2 separate regions of the Mus musculus genome follow, and region 2 is linked to region 1. Evidence: chromatin contacts called from public promoter capture Hi-C data. All regions are on one chromosome and are shown on one strand. The core of a region is the stretch at or near the end of the contact, and the rest is flanking DNA. Distances in the headings are between cores, read along the strand shown.

Evidence for each region. Promoter capture Hi-C pulls out the DNA fragments that hold promoters and counts their contacts.
Region 2: a promoter capture Hi-C map of cranial neural crest shows a contact between it and region 1. The contact joins the promoter of Snapin here to the enhancer-like site in region 1. A contact is called at or near these places in 3 of 39 promoter capture datasets (the C10 cell line, cranial neural crest and pre-B cells) and 2 of 115 datasets of contacts at active chromatin or transcription factors (embryonic stem cells and pancreatic cancer cells).

Annotation. Positions count from the first base shown.
Region 1 is chr3:90,086,257-90,092,889 of GRCm38.p6, reverse strand. Tpm3 (tropomyosin 3, gamma) reads right to left here. Exons shown (of 10, transcript NM_001293748.1): 3 at 6,311-6,444; 4 at 5,318-5,435; 5 at 5,146-5,216; 6 at 3,767-3,842; 7 at 3,031-3,093; 8 at 2,811-2,880; 9 at 1,799-1,877; 10 at 760-959. The coding sequence ends at 956. Among named protein-coding and RNA genes, the nearest start is that of Nup210l, 15 kb to the left of the region's middle. Within about 2 kb of position 4,054, at least 2 of the 459 cell types and tissues checked have an H3K27ac peak or open chromatin away from gene starts, as enhancers often do.
Region 2 is chr3:90,487,593-90,494,225 of GRCm38.p6, reverse strand. It overlaps Snapin (SNAP-associated protein), which reads left to right and starts at 3,213. Exons shown (of 4, transcript NM_133854.3): 1 at 3,213-3,394; 2 at 3,632-3,678; 3 at 3,954-4,072; 4 at 4,633-6,200. The coding sequence starts at 3,252. The coding sequence ends at 4,734. Ilf2 (interleukin enhancer binding factor 2) reads right to left here. Exons shown (of 14, transcript NM_026374.3): 14 at 5,847-6,633. The coding sequence ends at 6,607.

The sequences.
Region 1 (6,633 bases), core at 2,805-5,304:
GCAAGTTTCAAATATGTACTCTGCTAAGAAACTGAAATACTATGCAGCATTTAGCTGTGATACCAAATGTATCTGCTGTATAAACTGGAACAGCTGTGAAGTGTTGATATTCAATTCTACAATGTGTACCAAGAAGAACTTGACTATGAAGTTTAGTAGTAAGTCATTACCCTCACGTGTATGTTGTTTGAAATATGCATGACTAGCTGTTTTCCCTTTGCCCATCATTTGCCGTGTGCGTCCTATAGAGGACAATGGCAGCAGCCTCGAGTGAGCGAGAAATGAGAAAGGCTTAAAGATGAAACACCTATCTATCAAGAATCCAACCCGCCATGTTACACCTTCCTCTGTGAGTTGGGATGATCACTTAACTGTAAGGATGGGTCCGAGGATGTAGTTTCTGAGTCTTGGGCAAAAGGGCAGAGTGATAGGAGCTAAATCAATGGTCACTGACCTTACTGTACGGGAGAGGGGCTAAAAGAATGAAAATGTCCAGGTGGGCTATGTAAGAACTCCTCAGTAAGGTTTGAGGAATAGCACCAGACTTCCCACCATGAGAAGCCTTTACTGGTCACTCGGACAAGACTCCAATCAGCAAGTTTAAGTGTCAAGAAAAACACACACACAAAGTAGCTTTGATCATACAGAAGTTGGAAGAGGGGAAGCCTAATACAGCTGTCCCCACATCACACTGGCAGGACTCCTTCTTATGTACACCAACAACTTTGTCAATAACACAAATGCAAGAGGCCGTGAGGCTTCTGGCAGCTTAACATTTTAATATGGGGTTGGAAAGCAAATATGTAAATTGCTTTGTGTGCCCCCCCCCAAGGCCCTCCAGCCCTAAGGCTGTAGGAACCAGCCAGGCTGACCCAAATGGAATCCAGAGCGAGTGGGGTGTTGGGTTCCCCAAGGAAAGGGGGCAGATCCAGAACAGGGCAGAAACGGTGACAGTTTATCTGTATGAAAAAGGACACTCCAGGTGAGAAGGGCGGGCTCAACTGAGGCAGCAGCTTAGGAAGAAGGAACAAGAGCGACAGAGCAGGAGGAGAGAAAGCCAGACACACGCACGGGCTGCAACACTCTCCCAGGGTTAGTGGGAAGACGCTGCAGGTTAGCACCAACAGATCCACAGCAAACAGGTAAAGTCCCCCAAATCTTTTGGTGCTGTTTACTGCTTGGCTTGCTTTGGGACTCAGCTCAAAACTGGCTGCTTCTCACCCTGGGTATGTCCCATTAAGTTTAGTATCAGGGCACAAATCAGAACCTCTACACATAACCCTAGCAGTCCTGGAATTCATCATTTAGTCCAAGATGGCCTCGAATTCTAGAAATCCAACCACTCACGCCAGGACTAAAGGTGAACGCCACCATGACTGCTCTGTTTTGCTTTTGAGACTCAGTCTTGCCACCCAGCATCAGCTGGCCTTGAACCTGCACCAATCCTTCTGTGTTAGCATCTAGGTGGCTTGGCTTACAGCTGTGTGTCACCCTGCCTAGTTTTGAGAAACCAAAGTGAGAACTCAGTGAGAAGGAGAGCTGGGCACAGTGGCACGTGGCTGTCACTTTAGAGGTTGGAGTCTAAGGTCGATATGGCTTATATAAGACCCTGTTAGAACTAGATGGGAGAATAAGAGAAAATACAAATTACATGAAGATTAAAAGGCTCCCCAAACAGATAACCAGCACCAACATTTGTTTGCAAGTGGGTGGAGACTGCAGATTCAAGGACAAAACCCAAGCACAGTCTTCACCCACCCGCCAGGATTCCAACCCCACGCTGCTGCCTGATAGTTACATAGAGGTCATGTCATTGAGGGCGTGGTCCAGCTCGTCGCTAATGGCCTTGTACTTCAGTTTCTGGGCATAGAGCTCGTCTGGACAGGCACAGGAACCACAGGGATGATGGAGGGGATAAAGTGAAAGGTGTCAGAAGCAGATGAAGAGAGGGAGTCATTAGAAAATAGGAAAACTGTGACCATAGGTCTAAATCCAGGAAGGAAAAACAAACTATTCTGGAAAAAAACATAAAAACTATCCTGGCAGCCATGACCGACCTCTTTCCCCAACAGCTAATCGTACTTCCTGATGTCTCGTCAAGTCAACTGCGGCAAGAACTGAGAACCTGAACACATGCCAGCACTGCAGGCACCCAAAGCCACCTCTCCCACCCAATTCTGAAGCAGTGCTAACACTTAAGGAAGACAGAGAAGGGAGAAGGCACAGCAGTCTTAGTGACTCTCCTCTGCCTACTCAGGGTGGTCACCACTCCGGTTCTACGGCCGCCTCCCCGAACCCTTTCCCAGACCATCCAACACCAAGAGCGTATCAAGGAAGTTAGTCTCAAAGCAAAGGACTTGTTTCTTTGTTAAGGTGGACAGACAAAGCTGCCAAACTACAAGAACAAGAAGCCCTGACTGTTTGATCTGTTCAGGCTGCAAGACTTGGTTGTTATCTCCTGCAGGTGTCACCCGGCCTGAATGATAAAAAGAGATACCCAAAGTGGCCATGGGGTGGCATGCACAAAACCATGGCTTCCATTTCAACTCACAGTCAAGATTTAAGATATCTGAGATCAAATTGGAGATAAATACAGCCATTACATCTTTTCAAAGGATGGATGGCAGATTCCAGAAATAAGTAGACTTACTATAAAGGAAAAGATTTAAAAATCCTGCAAGTCTAGCATTAACACAGGACAGGACGCATCCAATATTCCAAGTCACTACCATTTCTCTGATGCACAGACCAAAGGCTCAAGATTAGCGGGCAAGGCCTTCCTTTCTCACACGCCCTCATGTGCTCCATACCTTCCAGGTCATCAATGGTCTTCTCCAGCTTGGCTACCGATCTTTCAGCAAACTCAGCACGGGTCTCTGCCTGAGGAAGCACAACAACAAACAGAATGAAAGATGGTTACTTCCTCCTCTCGTGCCTCTAAGCCATTTGAGCCAAGGCCAGCAAGGCTCAGGATTAATATTACAATATTAACGCCTCCTATCGTTCATGCGGCTCAGCCCCTCAGCTCACCTCCTTGAGTTTATCAGTAAGAATCTTTATTTCTTCTTCATACTTGTCTTCTTTTTGAGAGTACTGTAAAGAAAAGTAGAATACAAATTTCAGAGTAGAGACCATCTCACAGACAACAGCCATATTATTCTCACATAAGTCATAGACATTCTTCTGGATTTGATTTGGTCCAGGACTAAAAAAAGCAAGAGTCCTAAGACCCAACTATCTGCAAACAAAACTTGCAGTGTAAACTTCACCAGGACCTTTTTTTTTCTTTTGTTAACAGACCTAAATTTTCATCCTACTTCTGTCAACCCAAAGTGCTTTTCCTTTCTCCAAGTTAACGAGCAGGAATCGACAGTTAAAGCATCCCTCATGATGGTAAGTGGCAATCATCTGCCCTGACTGCTCCTAGACAGGTCTCGAGAGCTGGCGCTCTGTTGCCCCATCTTATGCTCCTTATAACTGATTTTGAGCACGGCAGTATCAACTCAAGGAGCACACTCCAGGAGCACCGCAGACCAGAGTTATTTAAACCCGAGATGGGGGGGGGGGGGTACAGAGGAGTTAGCATTAACCTACTCTCTGATAGACAAAGGTGGGAAGGAAGAGAACGCTCGCTTTTCCCTCGATTTATTATACAGAATGGGTATGTCTTTCATTATTATTATACAGAATGGGTATGTCTTGTTTCATTAAGGGCAGGGCTGGGCCCAAGCCCCAAAGCCTGTGCATCTTCACAAACCAGCCCTACCTTCTCCGCCTGAGCCTCAAGAGACTTGAGGTTGTTGGTGACATTCTTCAGCTCCTCCTCCAGCTCAGAACACTTACTGTGAACATTTTAATACCAAAGGAGAGGAAAAGGGGAAGAGGAAGAGGAAGAAAAAAAAAGGGGAGAGAGACACACAGATGTGAATTGAGCCTATGTGTAGAGAGAGCTGGGCTGTATATCAGGGAGGAAAAGCTGCTGGGTAACCTGAGCAGGTATCAACCCTCCTCCCCCTAGCACGGAGCAGGTAGGTATGCTAGGAGCTGGCCCTCCTGTGCTCGGAGTGTTTGGCTCTGATAAAGAAAGAACACTTGAGAGAAATCACTCACTACCAGGGAACAGTTATGACTGCTACTTGGGGGGTGGATACAGGGACAGAGGCCCAACCTAACAACCCCCAAACACCCAGGGGAGGCAGAGACCCTCAGGGGGAGGCAGTGAAGCAACTAGGAAAGAAGAGATGAGAGATGCCAAGTAAGTGGAAAGGAAGAATGGAGCATTCCATGGAGATGAGAACGCACTCAACAAATCAACTGGTGGAGGGAGGCAGCTGCAAAACAAAACCAAACCGAAGGAGACCATACCACACACACGGAAGGAAGCTCTCCGTGCGCGGGCTTCAGGGTTAGTACCTTTTCTTCAGCAGCACTCAGACACTTCAGGTTCTGGTCCATCAGTCTGATCTGTTCATCCATCTCTCGGCAACGGCTGTTAGTGACAGTCACGGGAATGGCACAAGCCAGGTTGTGGGGAAAAGGTTAAAAAAGGAAGAGCAAGAAAACAAGCCGCAAGACGGGGTGTGGGGTGGGTCAAAACAACAAACAGATGGAAAGGAAACACCGCCATGGTCATGATATATGTCATGTCTGAAGAGGACGGGGAGTGTGCGAGGCAAGCACAACACATACACATCCACGCTGACTTTGTTACACAAGGCCAAGCTGGTACCAAGGCAGCAGGTGATTTCTCTAAAGCCTTTGCTCTCAAGTTTCCAGGCAGATTGGCAAAGTTTGTAAAAAAAAAAAAAAAAAAAAAAAAAAAGAGACCAGGCCCGAAATCGGTACAGGCCAAGGAGGAATAGATTCCAGGAGGAAGGACCCAATAGGATCTTCCAACTAGCCAGTGGCCATATTAGTCTCTATGGTCCCTCTATTTGAGAATCTTCCCAAGAATAAGCAAGCTTTGTTCCCTGTTTCTAGTCAAGGTAAGAGAAAGCCCAAAGCCATTCTTGGAGGCTAAAAGCACTACAGAGGACCACCACCCTCCAGGGCCTGTTTAACAAGGTCAAAGGAAGGCTAGTTTACTCGGAATTAGTGCCCAAGCAGGCAGGATGAGCTGACAAGATCTGGAGACAAAATACTCACGACTCTGCCAGCTCAGCACGTTCCTCCGTGCGTTCCAAGTCTCCTTCAATAATCACCAACTTACGAGCCACCTAGAAGAAAAGACCCCAGTACGGCTCAATCAAGCCAGGGCGATAGCTATCCCCTCTTGACTGTCTTTGCAGGGCCCGCACGCACTGCAGAGGCAACTCACCTCTTCATACTTCCTATCGGCCTCTTCTGCAATGTGCTTTGCTTCCTTTAGCTGGATTTCCTGGAGTTCCATCTTTTCTTCATCTTTTAGAGCCCGATTTTCAATCACCTTCATACCTCTGCCGGAAACAGAATGAAAGAATGAACACAGCAATGACATTCTGAGCTGGGCATCAACTCCATTTCAAACACTCAAAACCACGCCCTTCCCAGTCCCATTCCTGTTCCGCTGCCCAAACAGAAATTCCATAGCATTCCAGCACCTGTACCATTTAACTGAAAACTTTTCCTTATAAAACAAACAAATTTGGGCCAGGGAATGGGATTTAACAATAGAACAGGTGCCTGGTATTTGCAAGGCCCGAGTTCAATTTGCATAGTATAAAATAATACTAGTAATATAAAATCACTACCATTTAAAAAGTAGGTCTCAGGGGCTGGGAGGGTAAGTCAGTGGTAGAGGATGTGCTTAGCACAGAAGGTAGATACTGTGTTCAATCTGCAAAAACAAAAGCAGGTCTAGACCAGGATACGGTGGAACAGGCCTGCAATCCCAGCAATTAAAAAGTGGAGGCGAAGCCCAGCATGGTGGCGCACACCTTTAATCCCAGCACTCAGGCGGCAGAGGCAGGCGGATTTCTGAGTTCGAGGCCAGCCTGGTCTACAAAGTGAGTTCCAGGACAGCCAGGGCTACACAGAGAAACCCTGTCTCAAAAAACCAAAACCAAAACCAAACAAACAAACAAAAACAAACCCAAAGAGTGGAGGCGGGAGGCTCAAGAGTTCAAAGCCAGTCTGGGTTACATGAGACCATGCCTCAAACAAAAAACACAAACAAAACAAAAAACAGGTCTAGTGGAAAATCCAGGTCAGAGCCACTATCAGCTTTACTGTCTGCAGTGCCAGGGATGGAACCCAGGACACCTCAGGCCAGGCAGGAGAGGGCTGCTCCACCCAGAAGCCCCGCCGGCCTATTCTTTTGGGATTCACACACCTCTCACTCTCATCAGCAGCCTTCTCTGCTTCCTCCAGCTTCTGCAAAGCAGTGGCAAGGCGCTCCTGCGCACGGTCCAGCTCCTCTTCAACCAGCTGGATCCTGCGGTTCAAGGAGGCCACCTCAGCTTCAGCCTTCAATCAATGGGAAATGGAAAACAAATCAACTTCTGGTGAGAAAACCAACTGTAACAGAAGGCTAGACCTGACTACTATGAAGAAGCCAGTCGTGTAGGTAAGATAGAGCCTGTCTTGCTTTAAATGCTAAAGATCTAACTACATGATTACTAATCAGTTTCCTCCTTCCCTAGCTAAGAACTCCCA
Region 2 (6,633 bases), core at 1,964-4,463, 400 kb before region 1:
TCTCTCTTGAGTTCCAGGCCAGCCCAGGCTTCACAGACCCTGCCTCAAAAACAGGATATAATAAAAGTGCATAAGACAGTTTACCTCTTGTATCTAGGTATACAGTTCAGTAGCAGCAAATGCATGATCATGTACCTTCCCAGGCCGGGACTCTTACCCACTATGCAATTGTATTCTCCACTCCTCCCAATCCAGTCCTGCTTTTGGTGTTTGCCAGTGCTGAGAATCAGGTAACCTGGAGCCTCAGGCATGCTGTGCAAGTGTCCTCACACAGCCACAACTTCAGCCCTGTCCTGCATTTTTATCTCCATGAATTTGACCATTCATATAAATGAAACCATATATTTGTTCTTTGGAGGCTGGGTTATTTTGTGTAGCAAAAACATCCTTCCATCCCATAATCAGCCTCTAAACACTGACACCATTGCATACGCCAGCAAGATTTTGCTGAAAGGACCCTTATATAGCTGTCTCTTGTGAGGCTATGCCAGTGCCTGGCAAACACATAAGTGGATGCTCACAGTCGGCTATTGGATGGAACACAGGGCCCCCAATGGAGGAGCTAGAGAAAGTACCCAAGGAGCTAAAGGGATCTGCAACCCTATAGGTGGAACAACATTATGAACTAACCAGTACCCTAGCCATCCCTGTCCTAGTCTATATCTGGGTTTCACTCTTAAATCCATTTATCTTTAAGGCATATACAATTTTGTGCATATTTGATGCCATTAAGAATATTCTTGGGTGAGAAAAAGCTAAAGAGATGGTTCAGTGATTTAAGAGTACTTACTGCTCTTGCAGAGGTCTCCAGATGGGTTCCCATATCAGGAAGCTCCTGTTAACTCCAGCTCTAGGGAATCCAACACTCCTGTCTTCAAAGCCCCAGGGGATTTTTTGTCTCTGAGCACTCTCACACGCAGGCACACACACACCTGCACCTAGTTTTCAAGTAGTGATTTTTACAGCAATCTGTCAGAGAGCTGAAGCAATGGCTTAGGACATGATGCTTTTTCAGAGACCTGGTTTGGTTCCATGTACCCTTGTCAGCAGCTTACAACTGCCTGTAACCAACTCCTCTGATCTCCCTAGGAACCTAATATGTACATACCTTTCCTCACACCTGCATATACACACCAAAAAACAAAACAAAGCAAAAAGGTAGAGCCAGCAAAATGGCTCTGAAAGTTAAGGGGCCTACTGCCAAACCTGAAGGTTCAATGCTGGGGACCCACATGATGGAAGGAGAGAATTGACCTCTCACAAATTGTTCTCTGACCTCTACCCATATGCCATGGCAAAGGTTTCCACACACACATGAACACACACAAAATAAAACTGAAAAACAAATCAAAAACAACTTTAGAAGCTAAAGCTGGTATAAGCCTGAACCTGAGGCAGGAGGATCACATACATAGTCAAGGCCTGTGTGTACTACAAAGCAAATTCAAGTCCAATCTGGCAATTTAGTGAAACCTTATCTCAAAAAGTGAGGTGGGGGTAGAGGGAAGGTACAGTAGGACTATAGCTCAGCAGAACATTTGTCTAGCAATCACAAGGCCCTGGTTTCAAGCCCCCCTCAAAAATTTCAGCAAAACAAAAAACCCTTAACTTTAAATCCTGTCATGGTGGCACAGACCTGTAACTCCAGCACTTGAAAGACTTAAAACAGAGCTTGTACACTATGCCCCTCCTTAGAATTGGGAACAAAACACCCATGGAAGGAGTTACAGAGACAAAGTTTGGAGCTGAGATGAAAGGTTGGACCATGTAGAGACTGCCATATCCAGGGATCCACCCCATAATCAGCATCCAAACGCTGACACCATTGCATACACTAGCAAGATTTTATCGAAAGGACCCAGATGTAGCTGTCTCTTGTGAGACTATGCCGGGGCCTAGCAAACACAGAAGTGGATGCTCACAGTCAGCTAATGGATAGATCACAGGGCTCCCAATGGAGGAGCTAGAGAAAGTAGCCAAGGAGCTAAAGGGATCTGCAACCCTATAGGTGGAACAACATTATGAACTAACCAGTACCCCGGAGCTCTTGACTCTAGCTGCATATGTATCAAAAGATGGCCTAGTCGGCCATCACTGGAAAGAGAGGCCCATTGGACAAACAAACTTTATATGCCCCAGTACAGGGGAACGCCAGGGCCAAAAAGGGGGAGTGGGTGGGTAGGGGAGTGGGGGTGGGTGGCTATGGGGGACTTTTGGTATAGCATTGGAAATGTAAATGAGCTAAATACCTAATAAAAAATGGAAAAAAAAAAACAGAGCTTGTGAGCTCAAGGCTAGCCTTGGTAACACGGCAGGACTTTCTCTAACAAAAATAGCAAATCTTTAGAAATAAAACTCGAGGGCAGTGGTGGGATACACCTTTAATCCCAGCACTGGAGTTCAAGGGCAGCCAGAGTGAGTTCCAGGACAGCCAGGGCCACACAAAGAAATCCTGTCTGCAAGAAAGAGGGAGAGGGAGATAGATGGGGAGAGGGCAAAAAAAAAAAAAAAAAAAAAAAAAGAGGGAGTGGGAGAGAGGAAGAGAGAGAAAAGAAAGAACCCTTAACATGAATATTACATGGCTTTCTCATCAATTCCCATGGAGAAGGCTATGGACAATAGCACTTAGATGGCTCAGCGGTTAGGAGTACTAACTGCTCCTGAGTTCAAAACACAGCAACCTTCAAATCCCAACAACCACATGGTGGCTCACAACCAGCTGTAATGAGATCTGATGCCCTCTTCTGGCGAGTCTGAAGACAGCTACAATGTACTTACATATGATAAATCTTTTTTAAAAAGGAAAGAAGGAAGAGGAAGAAGAGGAAGAAGAAGTAGAAGAGGAGGAGGAGGAGGAAAGAGAGAGAGAAAGGAAAGAAAGAAAGGAAGGAAGGAAGGAAGGAAGGAAGAAAGAAAAGAAAGAAAGAAAGAAAGAAAGAAAGAAAGAAAGAAAGAAAGAAAGAAAGAAAGAAAGAAAGAAAGAAAGAAAGAAAGAAAGAAAGAAAAGATCAGCCTGGTTTACATAGTTACAGGGCAATCTATCTCCAGAAGTCTAGATCCGCCCCCTACAGGCCCATGGAAGAAGAGGCTCTGGTCCCGGCCCGCTTGCCGGGGCTCACTGAGGACTCCATTTCCCAGCTATCCCACTGCCGTCTGGGCTGTATATCTAAGCGCCCTCTCGCGGTGCACAGCGGCGGTCTGGAGTTCCCGGCGACCCTCGCGGCAGGCTGAGGGCGTCAGGGCAGTTCGCGATGGCCGCGGCTGGTTCCGCTGCTGTGTCAGGGGCCGGGACCCCAGTGGCGGGGCCCACAGGCCGCGACCTCTTTGCCGAGGGGCTCCTGGAGTTCCTGCGACCCGCGGTGCAGCAGCTCGACTCTCACGTGCACGCGGTCAGGTGCAGGACCGGGTTGCTGGGGGCGGGGCCTAGGGAACTGGCTTTGTAGGGGCGGGGCCCCGAAGAAATACTAGATACATTCTTGAGACACTGATGTTGAGACTGGGTAAATAGGCGGAAGGGCCTGGGTGAGGCCTTGAAGTTGAGGTTGGCTTGTCTCAGTATTTGGGGAATAAGTAGAATTCGTTTCCCGCGTCCCAGTCACTGACCGTTGTAGACTTTTGTACCACTTTGCAGAGAAAGCCAAGTAGAGCTCCGGGAACAAATTGACAACCTAGCTACAGGTGAGTGAGCAGCCAGGATACCTAGAATCCCTGATCTCACTTTCGGGAACTTTGTTTCCCCAGGTTTTAGGCTAAGTTTCTGTCACTTGCTTCTCAATATCAGAACTACCCAAGGACTCCAATTTCTGGGGATATTTTAGGACAGAATGGAAGAAGGGAAGGTGTCTGTGGCCCACACAAGACTGCAAGAGTATTTTTCATCCCATTCCTCTCTTCCATTCCCTAAGAACAAAAAATGAGCCATTAGATGTTGGTTGCCCATTTCCTCTTCCCAGAACTGTGCCGGATCAATGAGGATCAGAAAGTGGCCCTGGATCTGGACCCCTATGTTAAGAAGCTGCTTAATGCCAGGCGACGAGTTGTCTTGGTCAACAATATTTTACAGAATGCACAGGTAAAATAATAAAATAGTAATAATAATAATAATCCCAGCAGTGCATGGTGGTACATGCTGTAGTTTCAGCATTTGGTAGGCTAAGGCAAGAAGGATGGCTTGAACTTTGAGCAGAGCCTGGACTATCAAATCAGCTAGGGCTACATAGCATGACCCTCTTTCAAAAAAATTTCTTCTTGTTTATCCTGCTTTATGTCTTCAACACTGTGAAGCAACTATGGGGGAAAAGAGTGGTGTTAACTAATCTGATAATAAAGGCCCATATTCCCCTCACCCCATTACTAGGCCTCAAACTAGACAAGTGCCAATTCTTAACTTCTAATTCTTAACTTCTAGTGGCTGTCATTTACAAGTCCATTTTAACGTAAAGGGCTGGCTTGAAAAGAGCCAAAGCCAGCTGGACATATAAGCAGGCAAATTTCTGAGTTTGAGGCCATCCTGGTCTACAGAGCAAGTTCCAGGGCTACACAGAGAAAAAACAGTCTGGGGACAGGGGCAGAGGGGACTCAGTTAAAACCTTTTACAGCAGTCATTAGATTCCCCATCTTCCTGTCTTACAGGAACGACTAAGGCGGTTAAACCACAGCGTGGCCAAGGAAACAGCTCGCAGGAGAGCTATGCTGGATTCAGGAGTTTACCCTCCTGGTTCTCCAAGCAAATAAGCACGGGCCCGTGACCTGAGTATACAAGTACAATTCTCCAACGGCTTTGTCTGGTAGACACGAGAAGATTCCAGGAAAGTCTCTGTAGACCTTTGATTTTTTTTGCACTATGTACTCATTCATGTAGCCGCCTCAAGAAACATGCGTACGGCAGGACTATTTCCTAAAGAACCTCCATCACAGCTTGTCCATCCAAGAAAGAGCCTCTACCTTTTGGGTTTTGTTAATCTTGAGACAAGATCTCAGTATGTAGTCCCGGCTGGCCTCAAACATGTCCTCTTGCCTTAGCCTCCTGAATGCTGGGATTATAATAGGCATGTGTCAGAGTGCCGGGCTCAAGCCTCTATATATTTCCCCCAAAGAATACTAAGTAAATTAGGCATCGTGTGGTAGAAAATTGAGAAAACACCAGATTTAGTGAGAAAGTATACTCCTATTTCTCCCCCTCTGCTTCACCACAGTTCCTCTCAGAAGGTAATAACCTTTCCAGGATCATCTTACACTCTATAATGTTTAGGTTAACTCCTATTAACAAGTTTCGCAACTGTTGCCTTCATTGCTACCCAAGGAGAGCATGCCAGATAGCGAGGATCCAAGGTCAAGGCAGAGCCTTGACAGCTAAGAGTCCTAAGCTTTTGCGATTTTTTTTTTTGTTTAGACTACATATTTTAAGGGCTAGAGGGATGGCTCAATGGTTAAGAACACTGGTGATTCTTCCAGATGGCGTCCAGTGCTTAGCGCCCACATGGTGACTCACAGCAGCCTCTAACTCCAGCTCCAGGGGAACCCAATGCCCTTGTCTGGCCTTTTGGCCCAGCACACACACACATATGATGCAGATATATATGCAGGCAAAACAACCATCCTCATAAAATAAAATTTAAAAGTTACATATTTAAGCGCCATCCTTTCCAGGCTTAGCCAGCCAGTGTTAACCATCCTGTTACTCCTATTACTGGGGCTGGGCAGTTTCCTTTACCTGTAACTCCACTTTGTTTACAACTGAGGACTTAGGTAAAGTCAAGGTAAATAATTTATCCTCTTGGCCACCCTGGCTTGACTATGTTAATATTAAGTATTGCTCAACATTATTAAATAAATGCTTGTACTGGTTATTTTAACAAAAAAATTTATTTTATTATGGTTTCAAAGGGTTCAGGACATGGTCACACTGATGCATATTTTGGGGCCTATTTTGAGACATGAGAATGTGAGGTGATCAAGCTTCCAAGAGAAGGGAATGCTGGACTCTGCCATTTATCCCTTTATTCTGTCCATGCACTGAGCTCATAAGATGCTTTCACCCCACATTTAGGGTTAATCCTTTGCAGAAATTTCAGGTTATTTTAGGCCAAGCTGAAGAAATTAGCCATCACAATGGTATCCTAGGAATCTATTACTTTCAATTTATATAATTTAAAACAGCAATCTCAATGTTTATAATAAAAGACTCAACTTGAATTCTACTGAGGTTATAGAAGCCAAATGTAGTTGCTACATATTGAAGAAAAATAAAACCAAAAGCCCTAGTAGGAAGTACTTTAATCATTTTTCTTAGAAAAAAAAAAAAAAATTCCCAGATACTCAATGACCGTTTACAGCATTTCAACACAAAGTACTTGGTTGGGAGTGGTTAGGTTTAAATATTGGGAATGTGTGGCATTCTGCTTCCTCACAGACGGACAGAGGGCATACGCAGTCACAAATGGGAGACTTCTAGCTGCTTGGCCACTATCGAAACAGTAGCGTTTTTTTCTTTTCAGTTTGTTTCCCTTCCTGCTGTCTCCCTATGCCACAGAAATGCCGCCATCTAAAGCCCCATGGTGGCTGGCTTAGCCTCTCTTCCCTTGGGGAGAAACAGTAAAGGGAAGGTCACTCCTGAGTCTCCATGCTTTCTTC